Linked DNA regions of Sus scrofa: region 1 is linked to region 2. The links are chromatin contacts, called in public Hi-C maps. All regions are on one chromosome and are shown on one strand. The core of a region is the stretch at or near the end of the contact, and the rest is flanking DNA. Distances in the headings are between cores, read along the strand shown.

Region 1 (6,634 bases), core at 630-3,129, 130 kb before region 2:
ATATTTATTGAGTGCTTTCTGTTTTACGATGCTACAATATTAGTAGGCTAATTAATTCAATTCAGCTAATCTCGTGAATCTAAATGGTACAAATCTTTCATTTCTTTTTTTTTTTTTCCTCCAGACCATTGTTATTTACAAAGATTGCATCTGGACTCATTCATTCATAAATGTTTTTCGGTGCCTTTCTATTCCCGTTTTCTATCAAGCTGTCTTGTATTTAGTGTATCACTTCCTCCCTCCCATGTCTAACGGGATGCTGATGAGCTGCATGTTGGGAGAGGAATCACCATCATTGACTTATGCTGCCATTTTGGATGGGAGGGTACCACTGCTAAAGAACCGAACTCCGTCTAGAACAATTAAAGGGAGGCTCTGGTGGCGTTAGGCAGACCTGATGGGGTCATAAACATTTACCATCATCAGCGTCATCATCATCAACATTATTCAATCAAGTATAATGACCTGGGAACTCCCTGAGTGCACTGTTCTAAGACAGGTCTGTTTTGTTCATTTGCGTTCCTCTCCTCAGGGAGGAGGTGCGGGCAGAAGGTCATGGAACGAAGACAGACCCATAGTCAGACCTCTTCTCCAAGGTTTTTAGAATTATCCTCAAAAACTCCTCCTCTGAGAATTGGTAAAGCCTAGAAGATGAGGGGAAAGTGAGAAAATATAAAGTTGTGGGGGGGGGAAGCATTTGGAAATCAGAATGCCAATCATGTGATCAAGAACATTCTAAGAGAAGACATTGAGAGGGAGAAAGCCAAGGGAATAGGAAAGAAAGGTACAGTCGGGAACCTGTGCAGGAAGGGGGCCGATGGAGGCATCAATCCCAAGAGATCAGCTTGCAGGCTTCTTCCGGGGTCTTAACGCCGGTGTTGACTGGCTTGTTCAAAATGAGACGTCCGTGGGGTAATTGTCACACCATACCCTCAGAAGTCTTACTTTAGATCTGTAACACTCTCTTATATAGATTTTCAAATAATTTTAAATAGAAACTGAGTCTAAAATTGTACAAGAAAATGTTTGGGGATTTTGACTTGCTGCTTGTAAATGAGAAAAGCCCTCATTTAGTTAGGAATTGCCTCCGTGGCCAACAGGGCCGATCAGGCAATGACTATCAGTCTAGGTCGGATGGCTCCGCAGGGCAGGACAGACTAACCACCAAAGCAAACCTTCCCCAGGTAACATGAGTCTAAGTTCTTATTTACCCCACAAATGTGTAGGATCCCTTTGACCTTGAGAAAGGGCTAGGCCCCCCTACCATCACCCTACAAACCAAGTTAATGGTCGTTCTCCAATGCATAGCAGCTTCCATGCCAAGGACCAGCCTAAAAGCAGCATCAACAAGATGCAGTGGTTCTTGGCAGATGGTAAACTGTTCTTGGCCCTACCTTTCAACTGGAAATAGGTGTCAGAGCCTTCTTGTTTCATGCCCTAAAACACCTGATCATAAAATAGGGGGTGCGCCAGAATTTCCCAGGCTGCTTATTGAAACTGAAGATTGCTAAGAACTCCCTGCCTTTCCCTCAACCTACCCCACCCCACACACCCCCAGCTATTGATTCCTCAGGTCTGGAATGTCTCTCGGACTCTGCCCTTTCATCCACCCGTCCAGATGATTTTGACGCCAAAGGCCTAAACACTTGAAGAAGTGTTGCAGACATGGCCCCAGCATGTTTTTTTAATGTCATGCTATGTCTTAATGGGTGCCACATTTTAGAGTTTCCAGATCTGTACGACGTAACCTAGGAAATCAAAATCTCTTTATCACAGACACGAAAGCCTCATGTCAATTTCCAGGAGTGTGTGTGTGTAAAGAGATGAGCGCAGTGAGCTCTTCAGAGTCCCTTCACCTTGGTTCCGTGTGACTTTGCATTTGGACTGCTCTCTCTCTGCCCCTGGTGTTGTGGGAGGAGCAACGCGCTTCCCAAATTGACAGCTCCGCAGGAGGGAAATGAAAGCACCCTCACCAGCCACGTTAGTAATTCAAAGTAGTGTCAAAGGGGAAGAATTGGGACTGGTTCTACTTCCTGACGGTAAATAAGCTAATTTACATTAGAAAGGATGATTTTTCCAAGGACAGCCCGAAAACAATGTATATCTATAAAAACATTCACTCAGAGGCCACTGAGGATGTCAGCCCGTCGGGCGGGCGTTTCTCTGCTTCCCTGCTGTGGAGGCTGCGTGTGTCCAGGCTCTGGGTGGCCAGGGCTGAGCACCCACCCGAGGGAAGCTGGTGTTTCGGCCTTGAGGAGAGGGAACAGGGGGAACCTGTCCACTGCTGCCCGCCCAAAGGCTGGAAAAGCGCCTGGCACGATAAGAGGTTCTCAGTCAATATTTGTGGAATGAATGAACTCTGATCCCTTTGGCTGTTAATGTTTTATTCTAAAAGAATTTAAATGTTTACCAACTTTGCACATGCACACACACACAGGAAATTTGAAACTTTTAATACCATCCTAAGACTCTCCCATCTTGTTAGTGCAGAGGTAGATATTTTCATAGGGTTGTAATTGAGTGTGTGTGTGTTTCATGCACCTGAGTTTGTTCTCCACCACGAATGTCCTTCGTGGCTCCAGGAGGCCTTTCGTTTCCCGCATCCATCCCGCAGCTGCCTCTTCCGCCCCCAGGACGGGATGCTGCTCTCCTCCAGGTCTCCGAGAGGCTCACATCCACCTGCCCACAGCCCGAGGCTTTCAGAATACTTCTCCACAAAACCCTATCTCCAGACAAGAGAGGAATGGGCTTGTTGCTGTTGCCTTACGGTGGCCTGGGGATTTTCCTTGGGTGCATCTAGCCAAGGTGATTTTATAACCCTTTCCTCCTCCTTTGTAGCTGTGTGAGTTTTAAGAAAGACTGATCCCCACCCCCAGTTCACTTCCAACCCCCAAACATACACACACACACACACAATTTTCCAAGATAAGGTCTAATTAATTGCCTCTGGGAATATCCCCCCAAATCTTCATTTTTCCTTCAGAAACATTCTCACCCAACTTTGCCATCGGTGATATAAAAACTGTTTCCTATCTTCTTGGCTGCAGCTTCTTTCTAGTCTTTGTTTTTTATTTCATGTGGTCTTAACTCCAAAGTGGTCCACACTATAGTCACTTAAAAATAAAGGAAAAACTGTCCTTTCCCATCTCTGATTTGTATATTTTAAAAAATCTTCAGGAATAGTTATTTCCACCCCCACAAGACTTTATCAGGTCTTGTCTGGAATCTTTCCCTGTAGCTGTCCACCAGCGGAAGGCCCAGCAGCGTCCCTGTGGTGAAAACAACCTAGTGTGACTCCAAATTTGCCTATTTCCAAAGGACAGAAGTCACCAGCTAATTATCAGTCATGGCAAGAAAGCAGCAGAGTAAACGTGGCTCACTCAGGGAAGATGAACAACCATAAATTCCCAAATTGCAATTAGCCAGATGACAGACAATACAAAAATCCCAGAATGACCAAAAGGGTCAACAAGCTACCTTTTACTGCTTCTTGCTCTCTGTGCCTTTACCCCTCTGCTTCTCTCCTCTCTGACCCGTCAGGGTAGGTCTCAGCCGACAAACATGATGAGAATGGGGGGAATTACGGTGCAAAACCACGCAAGAAAATGAGATGAAGCCATTGACAACAAAATACACAAATGCAAGTGATTACAATGGTCACAATCCTTTGGAAAATATAGAAAGCGGTACTGGAAAATCAAATATGATTGGTTTTTTTGCCTCCATGCTCCTTTCAAGGATGTATTATCTATCTGCCCTTCAAATAGGTAAAATCTTGAAAACTCTGTGTCCTTACTTAACCATCGGTTGGAGAGTTAATGACAAATAAACACTTCAAAGTGTTAAAGCAGCTTTCCAGTTTAGAGAATCATGAAGATGGAAGGCCCTTCGGAGCTCGTCTACTTCACTGGTTTTCACACTTGCTTTTGCTGGACCCACACCTGGAGATTCTGATGATGCTGATGGGGCAGGAGGCTGGGAATGTGTTCCTATAACGAGCCCCAGCGTTGCTCCGATATCCAGCCAAGGTGGACCTGTCCAGCCTAAACATCTAATTTTTTTTTTTACATGAGAAACTAAATGCGTTGTTAATGAGACATTTAAAATGTCTTTTGAACCTAAGTCAATATTTTCATTCTTCAACAAACATTTATCACGCACCCACCACCTGCTCTGCTCTGTAGTAGGCAATGATAGGCTGACGACAGACAAGATAGGAACTTAGTTCTCCATCCTCCTGCCTAGTCAAAGAAAATAATCATGCTCTAGTTATTAAACAAGTTAACACATTTTAAAAGCATTTGCCAATAACGAATGTTAAGGAGAGGTAATGTGTGGTTATGGCATCTCTGCATCTGGACCCCGGACATCTATGTAAAGCAAATACCTCCGCATGGCTTTTTGTTTTCAGGAAATTCCGGTAACAGTTTCAACATGTGATGGTGCAACCTAAGGAGTCCAGACCGCCAATCTGGGAAGACCGATAAATACCCTCTGTATATCCACTGAGCTAACAAAGGAAGAGACTATAGGCTTCAAGCTCTCCGGAGCTGCTCTGCTGGCCCTCTGCAGAAGACATAAGGTCACAGCAACCTTGGGATGTGTTGAGATTCTGAACGTGCATTTCCTTTCCAACAACAAGTCGGTGCCAGTGCTTTTGCTGTCATCTCAACGGCCCCATTTCTACGAACCCTTTCATCTGCAAGTGATCCAGGCTCCACAGTGGAAACTATGCTGCTTTGGGGATTGAGCTGGACAAGGCTTGAATCCCTTTTCCATTCCCGAGGCTAGTGCGGGAGCACTGACTCCCCGATAGATAGAGTGCCCGAGAAAATTAGGAAGGGCATTCATTTTCCGCTAACTGCACAGAAACACTGGTGAGCCAACTCAGGGGCGTGCTGGTGCCTCAGACAATTCTGTTGGCCAAGTTTGTTTCTCATTCTTCTGGGTCTTTTCTTGTGCCATTTGACACGGTCTCTCAACTCCGTGGGCTTGAGATCCAAATAACTTGGGGATTTTTTTATTTATATTTAGAGGCTCTTGTTTTCTGTGTGAGACAGAATTTCCTAATAAATGCTTCCATAGCACCTCCAGAGCTACTGTTTTTTCATTGCCAGAATAAAATCTGACCAAAGAGTTATATGAGTAGGTCCTCCTCGGGCTTAGGAAAAATCCGTTTTATTGTTAACAGCCGATGATTGAAGGAAAATCCCGTGCTGACAGAGCCTTTATGCTCAGTAAGGGAGCATCAGGAACCTTACATGGGGGGTACAGTGATGACATTTTAAGAGTGGCACCCTAAAAGATCACCCTCTTTTACAAATTATCTCGCATCCTCTTTTCCAAGAAAATTCCCGAAATGAGGGGACCATAAGTCTCACTTAAGATGGCCCCTGATGTGCTTGATTTTATGAAGGAGCATAGATACAAATTCAGACTACAGGCCTCCAAAGGTGAACTTCTCATGGGTTTATACGGTTCAGTTATCCCTCAGTTGGCCTTGCTCATTTCTTTAGTCCTCTCTGTATCCAGGGTTGCACTAAACATAAATGAAATTACCCCAGACCCAGATGTGGTGGAAAGGTGAGCCTCATGACAAGGAACCCTTTCTGGAGCATTTCAGCCATGCCTCCCCCTCTTAGGGTCAGGGAGAGGGGATGGATGAGCGAGCCTCCTCCGGGACAATTCTTCCATCCGTCGCCCTCCCAGAGCCAAGGCCTTATCTTAGGTTTGCTCTCAAATATGATGTATCAGGCGGCCGTGGCCATCTTTCAAGCTCTTTTCCTGTTTATTGCCTTCAAACTGGGAAATGGCTCACCGGACAAAGGCGGTCCCCCAAGGCCAAGCAGTGTGCAACACACACATAAACACCGAAGCCCATGTCTTTCAAAGGCTATTGTGAATCACCTTCCCTCTTTCCTTCCCATGCTTCGGTCATCTTGCTGGCTCCGAGGTTTCACCGCTTGTGTCGGGACTCAGCTGCCTTCAGTTCACTGCCCGGGACGGCAACTGCAATTGTCTTTGTCTCCTTCATCCGCTTCCCTGTGTCTTGTTTTCCTAAAGTACCTGGCGCCCACTTTTCCACAACACTGTTCCTTTGTTCCAGGGAAAAAATACTGTGGGGGAAGCAGCAGAAACACAGTTCCAGAGGCCGCAGGGTGACATCCTCTCTCACCTGATCTTTATTCATATCTGGGTTTTAATTGCATTTTTTTCCCATTTCTCAAGCACCAGACACCTCCCTTCCTCCCTGACAGGAAGGAGCATTTTATGTCTCATTCAAAACCCTTTCCTATTGATCCCTATTCTTCAGAAGTGCCAGAGGCCCCTTGTTACCTGTTGGTTTTTCTCATGTTGGTTGATCTGTTGGCCTTGCTGTCGTTTATTGCCTTTTCAACGGGTTTTTTTTTTTTTTTTTTTTTTTTTTTGGCCTCTTTCCGAACTTAGGCCAGAACTTACAACCTGCTGTCTTTTCTCATCTTCACTATCATTATCTCCAGACCGAGTCTTCTCAAAACGGATTTTTTTACCAACCCGGTGCTCTTTAAAGAAACAAAGAGGAGAATTATGCGATGGTTTCCACCGTCGGAGCGTCTGTGGCTTTGTTTGAGCGAGAGCTTCACATCCAAAGCTA
Region 2 (6,034 bases), core at 1,806-4,305:
TTATGCAGAGGAAAGGGTTAAAACCTTATAAAAACTATGTGTTGCTCTTTGAAGACGTGAGATACATACATAAGTGGAGAAAAACCTTCCCAAGTTTCCACTAGAGGGGCTAAGACTGTATTGAATCTGGTCCCCAGGAAATCCTAGCCCCAGAACGAGGGCCAATGTGGTTTAGCAAACTCGCTAATACCCAAGCCTGGGCCCACCTGAGATGACCCAGCTGGCATTACCCCTCCTGCTCCATCCAGCGGGCCCGAAGGAATGCAGAGCATGACCCCTGAGGGCCACAGTGGGCATCACCAGATGTGACTGAGCTGTGGGAGAATACGGACCCGAGGCAGAGCAGAGAGACCACACTGGGAAATGCTCAGAGGCTCACACCTGGCCCTTGCTTGTGGCGGTCTGACTCCTCTCTCTCCTCACCTGCAGACGCCCCGAAACGGGATCAGTGGGCGCCCCGGGTGTTTGGTCTCACGTCCTCTCTGCTGATGGAGGTATGAACGAATCTCCATTTACTCACTTCAGGCAAGGAGCATTCCCCCCGTCCCCAGCACATCATTTTGGCTTACAAGACAGAAGAACACAGGGACTTCATAAAGCATGCCAACAGATGGGTCCTGCAGAGTTTAAGAGTCTGATCCACACGGAAGTGAAGCCAATTTGCGGGGTCCTTTGGGTTCCACGGAGGAGGGAGTCATCCTACCCCTGGTTTCTCATCACACCTTCAGGCACCTTTTTTTTTTCTTTGTCATTTAAAAGTTTACTCCCCAGGAGTTCCTGCTGCGGCGCAGTGGGTTAAGAATCCAACTGCAGCAACCTGAGTCCTCACCGGGGACCACCTCTGGGATTTGGCTGCGTTCAGCATTTCTGGTAGAGCCGCTGTGCTGCAAATGCCCTTTGCCTTTTTCTTTGGAATTTGCTTACACTCTGTGAACACCATTCCCACATGTGGGATCCCTGGCCCGGCGCCGTGGGTTAAAGGATCCAGCAGTGCCGCAGCTGTGGCTCGCATTCAATCCCTGGCCTGGGAACTTCCAAAGACACTGCAGGTACAGCCATAAAAACAAACCAATAGAAATTAAACATTAAAATTTCCTCGCCAGAGAAGCATCTTGACAAGACCATGGTGTTGGTAGATGACAGAGTGGATGATTCTAACCGTGGGTGGAGGGGATTGTGTTATACCCCCCGCAAGCGTCCCTACTTCCCCTCAAGGCACCTACAGTCAGAATGGAGCCCTGGCCTTTGTGAGTGATCCTGTCCGTGAGATGCTTCGTCCAGTGACGGGGCTGAGCCCCATCAGATACAAGGGGCATCTCAGAGGAGGATGAACTATGAGAAAGGGGAAAAGTGCCAATATCGACAAAAAAGTATAATATTCTTAAGAACTGCCCTGGTTTCTCAATCCCAGGCAGCTGTTGAGAATCTGGGGGGTTTTGTTACTTTATTTGCTTATGAGTTTGCTTTTGTGAAGGAGAATCCCACCCCCCACCCCCGTTATCTCTTTAAGCATCTGTTTCACTCATCTCCAAAGTTTTGAGAAAACACTAACTTCGAGGGGGAGGAATGGTTCTAAGGCCCTCCTGACAGTCCTCCAGCTTCCTTCTCACCCCCACCGTAAGGTGACCCCAACTGAGCCCGAAGCAAAAGGCAGCTTGTCTTTCTCTTAGCAGTTCCTCACTTACCCTATCAGCTTATTACCAGAGATAAAAAAAAATAATAATTCATTCAAAGATGTGATCTGGCCTTTTCTCTTCCCTGTACCTGATTTTGAGTTAGGGGACTCCAGACACTGAAGTGTCTTCAAGCAGCCTTAAGAGCCAGAAGAAGGAGGTGTTAAGACAACAGGCCTGAATCGTCCATCAATTGGACAAGCAGCTCCAGAATTGCGGAGAGGTGCCTGCAGGGCAAATTCCCACCATGGCTGCCCCTCCAGTTCCACTGAGTTACACGTTCTCATTGCCTTCTTATGCTACAGAGGCCCTGACAGCCTCCTCTGGGAGGGCAGACAGCATCTGAGATGTGGGGAGGGCATGGCACCGTTTCTTTCTTTTTGCTTTTTAGGGCCGCACCTGCGGCACATGGAGGTTCCCAGGCTAGGGGTCCGTCCAATCAGAGCTACAGCTTCCGGCCTACACCACAGCCACGGTAACCCCAGATCTGAGCTGTGACTGCAAGCTACACCGCAGCTCACAGCTACTCAAGATCCCTAACCCACTGAGCGAGGCCAGGGATCAAACCCACAACCTCTTGGTTCCTAGTTGGATTTGTTTCCGCTGCGCCACAACAGGAACTCCGCAGTGAGTTTCTTGATTAAAGAAAACAAAGACCCATTCCAAGCTTCAGGGACAGTGGCACTGCCGCCATCCTGCCTGGCACACTGGAGCCACTGGCCCCCTGAAGAGCCTCTGAGACCTGCTCTGAGGTCGAGATGCCAGCCAAGGGTGGCAGTCCTTGAGCTCACAAGTGCGTAGAATTTGGGGAAAAGTCAGGGAGGTGCCATAGGGATGGGTACTGGCATTCCTGCCCTAGCGAGGGGTAATATCAACTAGTCTCTATTCCCCAAATGGATGAGATGGGAAAGCACATGCGACAAACAGTGGAAAAGGCTCCCGCTCCTTGGTGACAATGCATGAAGCTGACGTAGGGCGCCAGGGCTCTGAATTTAGTTAGCCATAGGCTTTTGTTTCATACAGGTAACCAGAGAAGAGGATGAAGACAACCAAAATGAGGCTAGGGGACCAAGTAGGTGGCAAGAAATAGGCAAGAGGCAGGGTAATTAGCAAAGCTGAATGACTAGATTGATGAGATTGACAGGTTCTCAATGCAGAGTTGTGTCAAAGGGCCTGAGGCCAAGCAGTGCTGAAAATCCCTTTTTTTGTTTTTTACCAATGATTACTTTTTCCAAACTCGGAAAGCTCTCCCCCAAGGCACCCACCCCCGCATTTTATTCCATCCCTCAACCAAACAGTTTAATTTGCCAGAGGCACAGGCACATCTTTCACAATTTCCCTCTAGGTTTGCGAAAAGTGGAAAAAGTTATGCCGGTACCAAAGTCTTAGCAACACTCTGCCAAAGGCCAACACTGTGAGGCTGCGAATGTTCTGAAGGTTTGTCTAAAGTAGGACGTTGCTATGGGTTAGATTCCTAAACCTAGGAACTTGGCTTCCTTAAAACTCTGCCTCCTTCCTCTTCTTTACAGGTTGATTTTCAGTGGAGCACTGGGGAGACTGAAAAATGAGCATCTAAAAGAACTCCATCAAAGCAAATTTTCAGTTCCCACTGCTCTGTGGTTCCTAAAATAAGCCCTGGCTATCTTATGGTACAGGTGTGGTACCTGCAGAGAGAAGTCAGTCTGGGTTTGAGTCGATTTTATAATGAGAAGATTTCTGTTTTTTTAAGAGAATGAAAATTTCCAGGGCAGGAGTTCCTGCTGTGGCACAGTGGAAACGAATCGGCTAGGAACCATGAGGTGGTGGGTTCGATCCCTGGCCTCACTCAGTGGTTTAAGGATCTGGCATTGCCAAGAGCTGTGGTGTAGGTCACAGACGTGGCTCGGATCCTGCGTTGCTGTGGCTGTGGTGTAGGCCGACAGCCATAGCTCCGATTGGACCCCTAGCCTGGGAACCTCCATATGCCACAGGTGTGGCCCTAAAAAGTGGAAAAAAAAAAAGAAAGAAAAATTTCCAGGACAAGCAACAATGGCACTGTGAAATAATTTTTAAAGTGGGAACTACGATGTAGCAATTTTCTCAGGAGTGAGAGATAAGTGACTTTGCTGTACCAGGCCTCCATCTGTTTCCTGCACACCCTTGCTCTGGCCACACACCAGCCTTCCGGATGACACACACCCTGAAGAAGGGCTACTTATGTCTAATATCAGGCATCCTCACATGTTGTGTGTGCAGGTGTGTGTGTGATTATGCACGTGTGAACTCTTGATAGAATAAGCTCAGTGGTGAATTGAAGCTCAATGCTTAAGTCTGAATTTCTTATAATCCATTGAAAGGAGATTTGAACATAAAGCCAGACACAGCATCGTCTATATCGATGAGCCACTGTGCCATCTAGATCCACACAGAAAGCTGTGCTTTGATGGGATACTGCTCTTTTAACATCACATTGGGGGCAAACATGGGTTCCCCTGACAAAACCAAAACACCCAGAGATGAAGGAAGGCAAGTCCCTAGCGGCTCATGCAATGGGAAGTCTGACCGTGAATAAGCACCCAGTGGCTTGTCCAGACACCAACTGCAACACCACCCACCTCCGAGACCCTAATTCCATCACAAAACCTGGCACCATGCACACCTAGGAGAAGCCATGCATGAGAATGGAATGTGGATTTGAAGGAACAAAAACGAAGTTTTGGGAAATGAAACACTACCCGTCTGAATGCCAAGTGATTTTTAAATCCTTGCCACATGCCCTGAATAAACCTCGTGCCTTTTCCTGGCTGCCAGAGGAGGTACGCTTGAGCCGTGGCAAAGCAGCGGCGGCGGCTGTGCTGGGGGGGGGGGGGGGGGGGAAGGCGGGGTAGACCAGCTGTTCAGCTGTCTGCCCAAAGGTGCCCCGGGAGAGGAGGCGCTTACCCGAATCATCATCTCTCTCTCTATGATGCTGTCCTCCAGGGAGAACATCTCCGACACGGGCCTCTCCTTCACGGGCTCCTTCTTGGCCCGCTCCTTCACGCTCGTCAGGTCAGGCTCTGAGAGGGATGGGCCGAGTGAGGCCCCGTTGACGGCCAGCTGGTCGGCCCGGGAGACACTGATGGCCGTGGCTGGCCCGTGCCTCAGGACCCTGGCTCTGGCGATGGCAGGAGGAAGGCACCCCTGGTCTTGCCGGAGCGCCCCGTTGCTCACGCTTTTCCTGGGCCCGGGGTACTCGGGTGGGGGCTTGTTTGGAATCCGGGCTAAGGCGGCCTGGAGCTGGGCGCTGTACTCCATCTTCTCCCGGAGCCCGGGGATCTGGGGCACCGATTCCGGAGCCTCCTCCTCCTCCTCCTCGCTCTCGCTGCTGTGGATCAGCATCGTGGCATCTGAGAAAGTCTTCTTGTGGTGATACGGGGGCAGCTGGGGGACCTCGTGGCTCGCGGGGACCTCCGCGGGCGGCCCTGGCTCGCGGAGCGTGTTGCGCCGGGCCATGGGGATGTTGAGCGACTTCAAGGTCATGGCCTCCATGCCCCGCACCATGCTGCTCATCACCTCCAGGCTGTGGCGCTTGTGCACCGTGCCGTGGTGCTTGGAGGCCGTGAGGGGCTCGCTCACCTCCTGGAGAGACTGGTGCACCACCGGGGAGCTGTCTTCCTGGAAGGTCTTCACCGACAGCTGCACTTTGCGAGTCACCAGGTCGGGGCTGCTGCCACTGACGTACTTATGGCGGTGGCTGGCGAGGTCTGGGGTGCTGGTGGCAGGGCGGGGCCGTGGATAGGGGGGTGGCGGCCGGAAGAGATAGTTTTTGAGCATATGGGCCGTGCTGTAGTTCTGGGGGCCCTGCAGCTGCATGTTGGCCAACTCGGGGGTGCTCACCGTGTGTGAGATGGCACTTGCCCCCGGCTTGCTTGGCACCGTGGTGCTCTTTGGGCTGATCTGGTCCGAGGGACTGACCAGTTTGTTCCCATAGCCCCCTGGGGGCCCGTAAGGGACAGTGTAGGGGTGCCTCTCCCGCATCTCGGGCTGGCTGTACACCAGATCCTCCGGCTGGTTGTAGGCATGGGTGTTGATGATGTTGAGGTTTCGCAGGGACTGGCTCTGGCTGTCCGTGTGCACCATGCCCCTCTTCATCTGCCGCATGACTGTCTCATAGTCGGGGGTCGGCCGGTAGGACGGCACGATGATGGCGCTGTGCCGGTGGCTCGGGATGTAGTCGGCCCGCATGATGTCACTCCCAGGGATGCTGAGGCTGGAGGACACAGGAGAAGCCTGGATGAAGCTCTGGGAGCAGCTGAGGGAGTTGACGCTGTGGACGCTACACACACTGCCATTGGTGACAGTGCCATTCAGATAATTTAAGTCCAGGCTGTTGTGCGAGTTGC

The links. A called contact is a pair of places that touch in the nucleus more often than the background predicts.
Region 1: a contact with region 2 is called in a Hi-C map of liver, with 3 times the contacts expected there. The contact joins two enhancer-like sites. A contact is called at or near these places in 3 of 47 Hi-C or Micro-C datasets (heart right ventricle and liver).

The regions. Positions count from the first base shown.
Region 1 is chr9:129,347,231-129,353,864 of Sscrofa11.1, reverse strand. No RefSeq gene overlaps it. Among named protein-coding and RNA genes, the nearest start is that of SMYD2, 34 kb to the right of the region's middle. Within about 2 kb of position 1,879, at least 5 of the 83 cell types and tissues checked have an H3K27ac peak or open chromatin away from gene starts, as enhancers often do. A contact at or near this core is called in liver, where this site is marked.
Region 2 is chr9:129,215,587-129,221,620 of Sscrofa11.1, reverse strand. PTPN14 (tyrosine-protein phosphatase non-receptor type 14) reads right to left here. Exons shown (of 21, transcript XM_003130398.6): 15 at 4,593-6,034. Among named protein-coding and RNA genes, the nearest start is that of SMYD2, 98 kb to the left of the region's middle. Within about 2 kb of position 3,055, at least 3 of the 83 cell types and tissues checked have an H3K27ac peak or open chromatin away from gene starts, as enhancers often do. A contact at or near this core is called in liver, where this site is marked.